Regions from separate parts of the Canis lupus genome. Here region 1 is linked to region 2. Evidence: chromatin contacts called from public Hi-C data. All regions are on one chromosome and are shown on one strand. The core of a region is the stretch at or near the end of the contact, and the rest is flanking DNA. Distances in the headings are between cores, read along the strand shown.

Evidence for each region. Hi-C and Micro-C count contacts between places; a contact is called where the count stands out from the background.
Region 1: a contact with region 2 is called in a Hi-C map of skin fibroblasts, with 2.0 times the contacts expected there. The contact joins two enhancer-like sites. A contact is called at or near these places in 3 of 9 Hi-C or Micro-C datasets (amygdala, liver and skin fibroblasts).

Annotation. Positions count from the first base shown.
Region 1 is chr2:6,826,604-6,833,019 of UU_Cfam_GSD_1.0, reverse strand. The region is part of intron 5 of KIAA1217 (sickle tail protein homolog); the gene reads left to right. Among named protein-coding and RNA genes, the nearest start is that of ARHGAP21, 220 kb to the right of the region's middle. Within about 2 kb of position 1,384, at least 6 of the 20 cell types and tissues checked have an H3K27ac peak or open chromatin away from gene starts, as enhancers often do.
Region 2 is chr2:6,739,197-6,745,610 of UU_Cfam_GSD_1.0, reverse strand. It overlaps KIAA1217 (sickle tail protein homolog), which reads left to right. Exons shown (of 24, transcript XM_038529783.1): 13 at 925-1,055; 14 at 1,603-1,750; 15 at 3,892-4,339. Among named protein-coding and RNA genes, the nearest start is that of ARHGAP21, 130 kb to the right of the region's middle. Within about 2 kb of position 4,045, at least 2 of the 20 cell types and tissues checked have an H3K27ac peak or open chromatin away from gene starts, as enhancers often do.

The sequences.
Region 1 (6,416 bases), core at 135-2,634, 90 kb before region 2:
TTCATGAACGTTCTCTATTGCTCAAGCTTTCCTTTAAGGATCAATCTGCTCCACTTTTAGTTGTGTTAACTTAGAGAAGTGCACTATGTAGGTTGAATCACTCGTGCTGTGGCAAAGTGACAGAGTCTATTATTCTTCCTTTTGTTATGCTTGTTTTAAAGCATAATGTTTATATATCAGTTGAATTGCTATTACAGAAAATAAAGCCAAGAGAATGCACGGATGCCTGTAAGTGGTAGTAATTTGGGTTGGGTATTGTTTCTCCAGGTTTCTTCTAGCAAGCGGTAGGTTGCTCAACGTATCCAATGCATGTTATGATGAGGGCAGCCCAGGTCAACAATTTGGCTTGATTTATTCCTTAGCTAATCAAGCGGGTACAGGTACCACAGGGCTTGTGGCTTCTTGCCCAATGCCTTTAGTAGGACTGTCAACAATTCTTGAGGCATTGAGGGGGGCCTCTTCCCTATGAAAGTGAGGAGAGAGGGAGGAAGGTTATTTATGGTGAATCTGGAAGCAGGGGGTGATATTTTACCGACAGTGACAAAGGAGACCCTGGGACCTAGAGCTGAGCAAGGATGCTTTGTCACCGTGGCCCGTCCCCACCCACCACTCCCAGAGCTGCTTTAGCCACCCTCAGACATGGGTTCTGTGTCGTGACCTTGTGGTTGAGAACAGAAGCTGCTCTTAAAAGGCAGCACTGCAACTTCAAAGGCAAATGAGGAGGAGGAAGTAACCATGTGTGATGTCTCTTACCTGCCTCTTCGGAAAGTACCAGAGGGGAACAGGAGGTAAAGGTACAATAAAAAGTCTTTCAGGGCCTTTTGAGAACAATGAGAAAGTTCAGTTGTCACACCAGGCCCTGGAGGTTCCCTAGCACCCAGAGCCAGGCCTGCCTCAGAGCCCCTGCGTGCTGGGGGCTGGGCATTGTCGGGGGCCCTGGGGGGAGGGAGTAGAGCGTGGCCTCATCTCTTTACCCCTGTGCACTTTTCCACTTGCTCTTAAAGCAGGAAATGGCATAGAAGGGTAGCTTGGGGAAAATTGGATAAGCCTGACAAAAATTTTGAGACGCCTTCTTCCCCACCAGGCCAAGTACCCCCAAAGGACTTAGAACACTCGAACAATCGGTCCGCCTCAACCACTGTCCCCTTTCTTTTCCGCTCACATACCCTGCATGCACGACAGTGATCCTGAGCACTCATCCCCGGCCTTGGAAGTCTGGGGCCTTTACGGTGCCATCTCTATGGATGCTCCTAAGCAATAGCTCTCTTGGGGACCCCTATATTCTTCTGGCTGGAGCTGAGAGGACATTCCAGATCTCCCCACAGGGGCAATGACAGAGGATACAGTGGAGGCTTCCAGAAGATCCACACCCTCTGGCATGGACCCGAGGACACAGGAGGAGTGATCCTAGAAGAGCAGGGAAGACAAAGGGAGGGGGAGCGGGCAGGAGGCCAGGGACAAGCCTCGGAACCGACTCAACTTGCCTCATGCTCTGTCACTGCCCACTTGAGGCTGGAGCCTGGCTGGATTTGCCTGGGAGTGTCCCCAGGACGGCGGTGGCCTGTCATGGTGGAGGGAATCTTTACAACAAGCCAGGGAAAGTCTACTGAAAGCCCAGAGGAATCAGGTTATGAACAAAATAACAGAACAATTAGCATGTAACAGGAATAGGAAAAATACAAAGTTTAAATAATACCAAAAGCGCTTCACCAATGTATAAAATGTAGAGATACTAAAAACAGCTCAGCGTGACTCCGCCTGTCCTAACATAAAACCAAATATAAAGTACCTGAGTCCCTGGAGAAGCAGAGGACTCTCAGGTACCTGCTTCCATCAGGACTACTCAAAAAATAAATTGAAAATCACCTGTTGATAGAGTGGACCACACACCAACTTGAACGCCAGAAGGTGAGGAAGGTCCTATCCCTAACTTAGATGCTGACATTGGGGAAACATGTCTCATCTTTCTCTGCCACACTCAAGCCTGCCTGGGGCAAGAGCACAGGGGCTCATATACCATCTGTCTAAATATTTTTAAAGCTATAAATCAAGCTGGCAAACGGTTAGATAAAATATGCTCTATCCTCATACTTTGATAAATATACCTTTGTGACCACATAGAAAGCCAGATTTGATTTTAGAATCTTCAAAAATGCTCACAAGAGTTCTGTGCTGTATCACGAGATGGAAAAGGCCCTCCCCACCTCCAGCCTGTTGCAGCCCACCCCTCGCCTTGTCCTCGTTTCCACGATGCAAATGTGAGCCATTACCCAGCTCACGTGGATGAGTGCCCTCCACATGCCCTGCAAAGAGTGGTGCCTCCATCACCCCTTCATACTTGGGGTGCATGCACCTATGTTAGAGCTGGGAGAGGCTCTGAAGTGTGGTGCCCAGGGCAGTGGTCCCTTTGCCACGCTCCTCCTCCATCACACAGTTTGGCTTTTATTCCATGGGGACTTAGGCACATAAGCACTGCGCTTCCATGGAATCCGATCACAAACATTAAGGAAGTCGATCATTCCTGGGAGAGTTGGCATTAGGTGGATTGCCTTATGTTTTTGGGTCATAAGGAGAAACAGCAATTCTGGGTTGTTGTTTTTTTTTTTTTTAAGAGCTCCAAATGAAGGCCAGTGAGATATGAATTCCCCCAAACTGCCCACACGCTTTTTCTCATCACTTTCTGGAAAAGAATTCTGAGCCTCCCCCTCAGGCACCTAAGAAGAAGCTGAGAAAAAACAGTCCAGAAGAGGAACAGCTGCTCTGCCCAGTGCATGCCTCACCCTCCTCGTTAGCCACACGCCCTGCATTGCCTTCTCTAACAGACCTGGGGAGCAGAAAGGCAAGGAGTAACATTTGAGTGTTCCTGAATATCCCTCAATGGCTGCCTGTGGCCAGAGGGTCACCTTTTGACTGAGACAGCTCCCTCTTTTGGGCCTGGTGACGAGTGGATGCACCCCTAGGCCTCAGGGTGGCAATGACCAGTCATTTACTGATTGACTGATGACTGATGGCTATTTTTCCTCAAAAATATTTCCCAGAGGTACTAGAGAGTGGATGAGTTCCACAAGAGTCACAGACCCACAGGGACTAGCAATACTGGGGATGGGAGCCCCTGTGGAAGCCTGGACCTAGGAGAAGGCCAAGGGGTACAGCTGGGCACTGGGAGACAGGAAGGGAAAAGACATGGAAGAAATGCCACCAGAAGACAAGGCTCTTGGGGGTCCCAGCATCCACATTTACTATTTTTTAAACATGAGTTTCAAATAGTAGGAGTCTGCCCTATGGAATAGGATCTTAGAGATTGGGTCTACAGGCATCTGTTTATAACATTTTTCATCAAAGAATGGTTTTTATTTTATTGCCATTAGCATATCAAAGTATAAAGAAGCAGCTCTGCTCCCACTTACCTAGAAAGTTCCCTCTGGGAATTCCTTGGTGATCCTGGAGTTTGCCTACAAGGGGACAGAAGAGGCTCATCTCACCCACATCTTACAATGTCTTTCTCCCCCAGCTTGAGGACCAAATAGGTTGTTACCTTTTCAAGCAGAATAATATTCACAGAATAGTAGAAAATAAAAGAAATTCTGAATAGTAAAATTAATACTACATATTGGTGGGGTGTTTTTCTTTTTTAAGATTGTATTTATTTATTCATGAGAGACATGCAGAGAAAGGCAGAGACACAGGCAGAGGGAGAAGCAGGCTCCCTGCGGGGAACCTGATGTGGGACTCGATCCCAGGACCCTGGGATCAGACCCTGAGCCAAACAAAGGCAGACACTCAACCGCTGAGCTGCCTAGGTGCCCCTCGGTGGGTTTTTTAAATCTATATGTAAATAACATAAAAACTAGAATGTCATACTGAAAACTTTTCTAAAGACATATTTATTCATCCATAATAATTATTATTATGTAAAATCCTAATAAAGTATCAGAAAAGAAAATAAATTTCAGATTAACTCAGAGGGTTTCTTACTAACATCCATGATCTCTGTGCCTATGATTGAAGAAAATGCAGGATGTATAAGTCTCCTAGTGGGATGGTTATAGGCTTTTCTCTGAATTATAGCTAGAGTCTTTCTGGTACTTTGAAAACATACATTGGAAACTGTAAAAGTTGCATTTCTCATATCCCTGGAAGGTCAATTAATTTTTTTCTGAGACCATGATTATTATACTTTTACACTTTTGTTCTTATCGTTAAGAAAATCTAGTTCTTCCTTTTGTGGCCTTTACCCTTTGCTTTGTACTATAGAATTTTTATACCCAATATTTTATCACAGCTATTTGCATCTGTCTAACACCTGAGAGACAGTGTAGTACAATGGTTACGGTCATTAAGAGGGAGAGTGAGTCAAGTCACTTCTCTTGCCTCAGTGTTCCTCATCTGTGAAATGGGGATAATTACAGTAGTGACCTCATAGAGAAGATTAAAAGAGTTAATATATGGAAAGGTCAGTATCTGGCATGTGGCAAGTGCTCTGTAAGCTTCTGTCAAATTTTTTCTAAAGATTTATTTATTCATTTATTTTTTTGCAAAAGAGAGCACATGCAGGAGGGACAGAGAGAGAGGGAGAATCTCAGGCAGATTCTGCCCTGAGCTCTGAGCCCAATGTGGGGCTCAATCTCATGACTTTGGGATCATGACCTGAGTCAAAACCAAGAGTCTGATACTGACTGTGCCACCCAGGCACTCCAGTATCTGTCAAATTTTAAAAGGCAAATTATCTCTTTTTTTTTTAAGTTTTTTTTGTTTGTTTGTTGTTAGTATTCTCTATACCCAACGTGGGGCTCAAACTCGTGACCCCAAGATCAAGAGTAGCATGTGCCTCTGACTGAGACAGCCAGGTACCCCAAAAGGAAAGCTCTCGTTCTGTACAATGATTCAGTCCTCTGGCATTTATAAAGAAGCAAAATGTAAAATTCCATCTCCTTTCCTTCCCCTCCTTCTTTCCCAGAGCTAAGTACACGGTGAAGCTGAGGGATGTGACTGCCACGCAACTTTTGGTGCTTCTACTGGTGTATTCATAAATAGCATGTATGTGTCATAAAACGTAACATCAATGGGAACATACTGCGTGTATCCTTTATAACATCCTGTGTCCATTCTCACATTATGGTTTTGAGATTGATCCATGTTGATAGAGTTGGTTGTAGTTCATTCATTGTAAGTGCTGTTTACTGTTCTATCATATGAATAAACCACCAAGAACAAATTGGTGGGAATGGTGTTGCAGTGAATATCCTAGAACAAGGGCTCACATCTGAGACTTTAATCTGTGTTGGATAATTTAAAGAAATAGCTGGGGGATGGGTTGCGCATCTTCAGCTCTCCCGGGTGTTCCACCAGCAATGAGTAACAGACTGTGGTTTCTGTGAGCTGGCCAATACTTCAGGTTATTGGGTTTATGGACTTTTTGTCTCTCCGTTGGGTATGATATGGTATGCCATGGTTTCCATTTTTATTTCCATAATTAAGAGTGAGGTTGGGCACCCTTATGGTTATTGGCTGCTGGTGCTTCTTCCTCTGTGACTTGCCTTTTTATGTCCATCTTTGGATATCTATTATTGCCATTTTCTATTCTCTTATTGATTTATAAGATTCCTTAGTTATTCTGAATACCGATCATTGGTAGAGCATGTGAGTTGTAAATGACTTCTCTCAGACTGTGGTTTGTCTTCTTGGTTGATAATGTCTTTTATAATAAAAATATTCATTTTAATGTAGTGTCATTAAGCAGTATTTTTCTTCTATGACTTTTGGTTTTTATTTCTTTTAAAAGTCCCTATACTGCTTTGCCAGGAGATGGTACCATGTTTTGGTATGTTTTTCAAATTTCCTAGCTTTTAACTTCTCACAGATCTTTAGACCATCAGGAATTTATTTTTACTTATGGTGTAAAGAAAGGGTTTTTGTTTGTTTTGTTTTGTTTTTTACTTTTTCTATTTGGAGAACCAGTTTTCCTGATACCACTTATTAAACAATAGTTTCTCCACTGATTTGTACCCTCCCTTCTGTCAAATGTCAAGCTTTCATAAAACCTGTGTCTTTTTCTAGGCTCTTTGTTCTATCCTGGTGCCAAAACAACATTTTTTTTTTCAAAACAACATTTTTAATAGTGTTAATAGTTGGTAGAGCAAGGACTCCTTCTTACTGTTGCTCTTTGGAATTGCCAGAGTATTGCTATACATATTTTTATTAAACTACATTTTCTATTTTTTTCTAATATTTAAGGTTGCTGTTGACTCTAGATACTGATCTTATATCATTCAGTCATATTGAATCCTTATTAGTTCTAACGTGTCTCCAGGTTTCCATGGACTCTCTGTTACATCACCTAAAATAATCACAGTTCTGATTATCCCTTCTAATCCATATGCCTTTTATTTCTTGTTCGTGTATTAACTGTGCTAGCG
Region 2 (6,414 bases), core at 2,796-5,295:
TCTGTTGTCAGATTCAGATTTACAGACAACTGAAGTGACACAAACGTGTGTTTAGGATGGGGCTATTAATGTGCCCAGGGGACGGGATGTTGTTAGTTGGTTGGTTTGGTTGGTTGGTTGGTTTACATCTTGAAGCGGAAGACCTTAATTTAGTTCTGTTGGAACTCCAGCAGTACCATAGGGGATGTGTTTGTGTGTGCACATGTGTGTGTGTTTCTCTCACTCCCTCTCTCTTAGAGACACATATCAGAAATCAGAACTGTGATCATTTTTCCTCTGCAGCTTAGAGCGGAAAGTCAGTCCTTATCAATGATATCATCAGTGTAAACCAGAGGTTCTCGATCAGGGGCAAATCTGTGCTCCTCCCCACCCCTCCCCGCCTCTTCCTTCCCCGGGGACATTGTACCAATGTCTGGACACATCCTTGTTTCTCACAGGCTGGGGGTGGGTGCCCTGAGCATCTAGTGTGTAGAGGGCAGGGGTGCTGCTGGACACCCTACGATGTACAGCACAGGAGCCTACAAGAAAGAATTAAACAGCCCCAAATATCAAGTTCCAAGTTGAGAGAGCTGCTATAAACCAGTGGGACCCCCTCTTTCTGCCCCGCGATAGTGTGCACACCCTGTCCCCTCTGTCACATCACACAGCGTGCACACCCTTCATTGGCATCAGGATCCCCCACTGAAAATAAGGGATGGGTCCTTTGTCAGCCAGCTGCCATCTTCCCTCTGGCCAACCTGGGCGTCCCCATGAGCATGTCCTGGGAAGATCTTCCTTGCACCCTCCTTACACCTCAGCAGAATATTTAAGGCAAACCAAGCTACTCTGGTGGGGAGGCTTGGACGAACCCTTTGCTCCTGCAGCTTTAGGAGGACCTCGGTGTTCACTCCCATCCTCTGGTCTCCCCCCACCCCCACCCCACAGTGAGCTGGAAGACTTTGTTGAAGATTTAAAGAAGGACTCTACATCAGCTGGCCGCGTGGTCACTCTAAAAGACGTGGAAGATGGGGCTTTCCTCCTGCGACAAGTGGGAGAAGCTGTGGCTTCCCTGAAAGGTGAGCCTCCTCCTGGAAGGGAGAAGTCAGAAGCAAGTCTTCGGGGGATGGGGTGTAAAAATCTGCCCAGTAGTGAAGGATTCGTTCATTCATGCACACAGAGGTATTCATGAAACACCTACGTTTGCCGGGCCCTGTTCTAGGCACTTGGGCTGTACCACTGAACAAAATAGGCAAATGTCCCTGTCTTCTTGGAGATTATATTTCAGCGGGTGCTGTAAGATTGAGGACTCGGTAATACGAGTGATAGTTTCTCTCTGCTGGGCTCTTGCAGTGTGGGCACTTGTGCCAAATTCATTTAAAATGATGCTAAGGGACAGTTGCCTTTATCCCAAGTATACAGACAGGAAATGAGGCGCAGAGGACCTCTGTCCTTGCCCAAGGTCACTTGGAACCCGGTGTCCGACCAGCATCTGCTTCCTGAAGATGTGTGCGGGGTGCTCCAGCCGATAAGCCCCACGCTCCTACCCCTAGTCCAGCATGCACGCCGGATAGGGGCTTGTTCCATTTTTTCTCCTACAACTCACCATCTGCTCTTGGCCTGCAGGAGAATTTCCAACCCTACAAAACAAGATGCGAGCCATCTTACGCATAGAAGTAGAGGCCGTGCGGTTTCTGAAGGAGGAGCCCCACCGGCTGGACAGTCTACTGCAGAGAGTGCGGAGCATGACCGACACCCTGACCATGTTGCGGAGGTAACCGGGCCTCTCCAGGGGTGGGGGAAGGTCATGAAGAGAGGCAGCAGCTCCCTCCCACCCCCAGAATTCTATTGCAACATGAATGAAGAACCGATTCTTCAGCACAGGCTCGCTGCTGCGTTTGGCACATCCTACAGTGTAACATTAGCAAACACAGTAAACATTTAAAAAAATCATTTGGTTCTTTTCAGTAGCATTTTAAAGTTGAAGAATGGATCAAAATATTTTACTAGCCTCCTTCACTTCAGGAACACAGATGCCTTCTGTGCGTGGTGCTGCCTCAGAGAGAGGGAGGGCAGGAGGCAGGAGAGATTTACAACTGGAAGTTGCCTTCATGACGGTGACTAGTGATGGTGGAAGAGAGGGCACAGTAGCATGAGAGAGAATGGGTTGGACAGGTCCTTGGGGATTCTTGGAGATTGAAGGAATGGGGTGGGTAAAAGAAACAGATGGGATGCCTGCGTGGCTCAGTGGTTGAGCATCTGCCTTCGGCTTAGGCCGTGATCCCAGGGTCCCAGGATCGAGTCCCACCTTGTTCTCTCCAAGAAGAGCCTGCTTCTCCCTCTGTCTGTGTCTGCCTCTCTCTCTGTATCTCTCATGAAGAAATAAATAAAATCTTGTTAAAAAAAAAAAAAAACAGAAACGGAAGTGAGTAGTACAAGAGAGTCCCCGAATACAATGTCTTTTTTCAAATAAAAAAGGAGAGAAAGTTTTAATAAGAAAAATAAGGGACTGATTAAGGATTATAGGTCAGGTTCGACATTGTCTGATATATAAATATCTTGATCATAGCAACAACCCCCAAGGAAAGCCTTAGAAGAGATTCTTATCTCCCGTCCTTGTCCTCACCATTATTATATGCTTTCTCTTTTTTTAAGATTTGATTTATTTATTTATTTATTTATTTAGAGCATAAGCAAGGGAAGCAAGAGAGGGAGGAAGCAGGCTCCCACTGAGCAGGGAGCCCAATGCAGGGCTTGATCCCAGGACCCTGGGATATGACCTGAGCCAAAGGCAGATACTCAACCACTGAGGCACCCAGGCGCCCCTCATTATTACATTCTATAGAAAAATATCTGAGGATCAAAAAGGTAAAGTTCCCAATACCGTCTAGCTAGACCTTGCAGAACCAATGAGATTCAAGCACAGGGCTGTCTGACCCCAAAGCCATGTCCTTGCCACTGCATTCATGGGTGGAAATAGACAAAGAGCATCAGATGACCCCAAAAGGCAAAGGAGGATGAGGACTAGCCTAGCTGTTGGGTTTGAGGTCACTGTCGACCTGGCAGAATGGCTCGGTGGAGTCCAGGTAGAGAAGCCTGACCACACGAGGCTGAGCAACGTGAAGAGCAAGCAGGAGGAATTAAATACAGGTGACGCTTGAACAGCCCAGGTTTGAACTGCACGGGTCCACTTAGATCAAGATTTCTTTTGAGAAATACAGGACAGTACTGTCAATGTATTTTCTCTCCCTTGAGATTTTCTTACATTTTCTTTTCTCTAGCTTACTTTGTTGTAAGAATACAGTTATAACGTACAAAATGTATGTTAATCAACTGCTTGTGATATAGGTAAGGCTTCTGGTCAACAGTAGGCCATTAGTTGTTAAGTTTTGTAGGGAGACAGAAGTTACACATGGATTTTCGACTGTAGAGGGTCGGGACCCCGAACCCACACGGTGTTCAAGGGTCAGCTGTATGAACTGCCCTCCCCAGGGGCTTGGCGGTGAAAGGAGGAGAGCATGGAGGGCTTAGGAAGCTCTGGGGGTTGGAACTGAGCATCTCTGGGGGCTTCCAGCCAGGACCCGGTGCAGGAGTTGTTGTTAGAAGCATGTGTTCCCTGTGGAACTGGGCAGGACAGCATGGTGCCAGTGGGAAAGGAGAGACAGGCCATCTCATGAGGGAGAAACAGAGAAAGCAGCTACCAGAGACAGCCAGGAAGCACTTGGAGGACATTAGGAAGTTGCTATGGAAACCCTCAACCCTGGAGAGCTGCTACTCTCGATTTTACAATGTCTTAATTTTGCAATAACAACTTGCCTGGCTTTGGTACGACACAGCATTCAGGCTAATGCCATCAGAATAGAATGCAAGCTACCTATTTTAAGAGTTAATACTGCTGTGTATGGTTTCTCCCAGACATGTCACCGATGGGCTCTTGAAAGGGACAGATGCAGCCCAGGCTGCTCAGTATGTCGCTATGGAGAAGGCCACGGCCGCGGAAGTCCTGAAGAACCAGGAGGAGGCTCCCCATAGCCCAGGCCAGCACCCCCACGCTGCAGGGGTGCCCGGCGACATGAAGTCAGAAGTGGTGCCCTTGACCGTCCACCATGCACAGAGCTCCCCCGTGGTCATCCAGCCCTCCCAGCTGTCTGCCGCCCTGCTCAACCCCGCCCAGCACCTGCCTGCAGGGACTGGTCCTCACCTAGCCGGCCCTCCAGCCGCCACGCAGGAAGGGACCTCAGCCCTGCCATCGACCCAGGCTCCTCAGTCCCCGCAGACGCCCATGAATGGCTCCACCATGCAGAGCTTGTTCATCGAGGAAATCCACAGCGTGAGTGCCAAGAACAGAGCGGTGTCTATTGAGGTAGGGTCCCACTTCCATTTTTCACCCCATAAAGGAATAACACCTGGTCCCTTCCCTTGGAGAATTTCCAGCCTGGTTGTCAGATGTACTTCTTATATATATGTATGTATAAAAGGTAGATTTTTTTTTGTATATATATATATATATATATATATATATATATATATCTCAAAGATAGATTTTAGCACTATAAATAGGTTTCAACATCCAGATTAAGAGAAAGGTCACTGGATTTCAAGAACGATGAAACACCCCAACCTGGCGGAAGGGGAGGCCCTGGTGTGCCTTGGAGTGTTTACCAGCTGACTCTCTGGGGGGAAACGCCCTGATTTGTAGAATTTGTCAATTTTGAGTTACAACAGGGTATCAGTGAGCATGTAATTGGGGAGAAATGAGTCAGCTCTCCTGAGCCAGTGCGTGCGGGCTCACACTTAACCACTGGTGGGTGCAGGCCTACGGAGGGCTTGCCACTGGGCTCGAAAAATCAGTAGAATCTGGGTAAGCAGAGCAGGGTGTTGAGGGCATGCTGCGGCAGAGGAATGTTGGAGCAAAGGGAGCCACAAGGAAACCTGTTTAAGGGGAACAAGACAGAAGAGATGAGGCCGGCAAAACAGGCTGGAACCAGATTTGGGGGAGCTTGTAAACCAGTCTGAGATATATCTCAGGGTCATGGTCTGGGCATCCCCAAAATGCTGCATCTTGGGCCAGCGACTAAAAAATAGCATCTTCAGAAAATTACTCTGAAACAAGATACATAATTGATTAAGATGATGGGTCTGGAATTAAGGGTGCTGGATAGGAAGTCATTAGCATGATCTTAGGGAGGCAGAGGCAGTCAAAATGCAAAGAGAAGATGAGGCCGTAAAGTCACAGAACAGATAACATGCCACATTTTTACAGATTCTTTTTATCAAGAGATCATTGCTTCTTCCTTTCTCTTGCCCTGTGCATCCTCCACCCATGACCCCAGACCCTGGTCCTCACCATCCTGCCTCTCTCTCTCGCATCAGCAGTAGATAATTCAGATCTCGAGAAAAAAACAAACCTCTTCAAACTGCCAAGGCCACAGTCACGGCAACTGGGCCTCCGAACACTAGGTAGCTCCTGTCTGCCCCAAAGTCAGTAGCTGTGCCCCTAATCCAAGCCAACCACTTACAAAAAGTGAGTCATGGGAGGGGCAGTGTGTGATCACCTGATGGTGATTCCATCCTTTCATGCCCAGCGGGGACAGGGGTGCAACCCGAAAATACATTTCCTCCTGAGAACGTGTCCGTGTGGAAATGCTGTCAGTAGGAGGACTCCTTTATTCAACAAATATCTTTTGAGAACCTGCCAGGCGTAGTGATCATTGTTATGTGTGTGGTTTAAGTTTCCACTTATGAGTCATCTCTAAAAATGCCCCGATCAGCAGTAAGGAGGCCTGAGCCTTTCTGCCCACTCCTCTGCTGAAGAATGAGGTGAGCTTCCTTCGCAACAGGTGTCTGAGCCCCATCGTGCACCAAGTCCTACAGGCTCTGGGGCAGGCAGTGAACAGAGGCGACAAAGTCTGTGCTTTCAAGAAACCTATCTGCTTGTAGGGAGAGATCGAGAACCAGTGTATCCCAGATGATAATAAATGCTAGGAAGGAAAAATAAAGTGGAGGGGCGGGGAGGTTGGTAAGGATGGTGATGGTAGGAGGTTCTCGTTTCCATAGCATGAATCTCAAGCAAATCTCTCATCTCACTGGGCTCCAGTGTCTCCTGTGTAAAATGTGTTGATAAAATGATCTCTGTCTTTTTCAATTCTTACCTTGTGGGATTTTAGTAATCTTGGCGCTAATTTCCCCTTTGCCCATCTGGAAGGTTTCCTGAACCATCCCAAAATCATAGAAAAATGTTCTCTTAAAAAATGTGCAGGTGTTTAGAAATGCATTTCATGCATTTCTCCCTGTTGTAGGACTTGATGGAACTTAGAGGTAATCTAAATAACCCCCACTGTATACGTAAGAATATTCAACCCAGAGGCCCTATAGCAATTCTTAGACAGGCATGGAATGGAGGTGTGGGTGTCTTTGTTCCTGGTGTTTTGGGTTTTG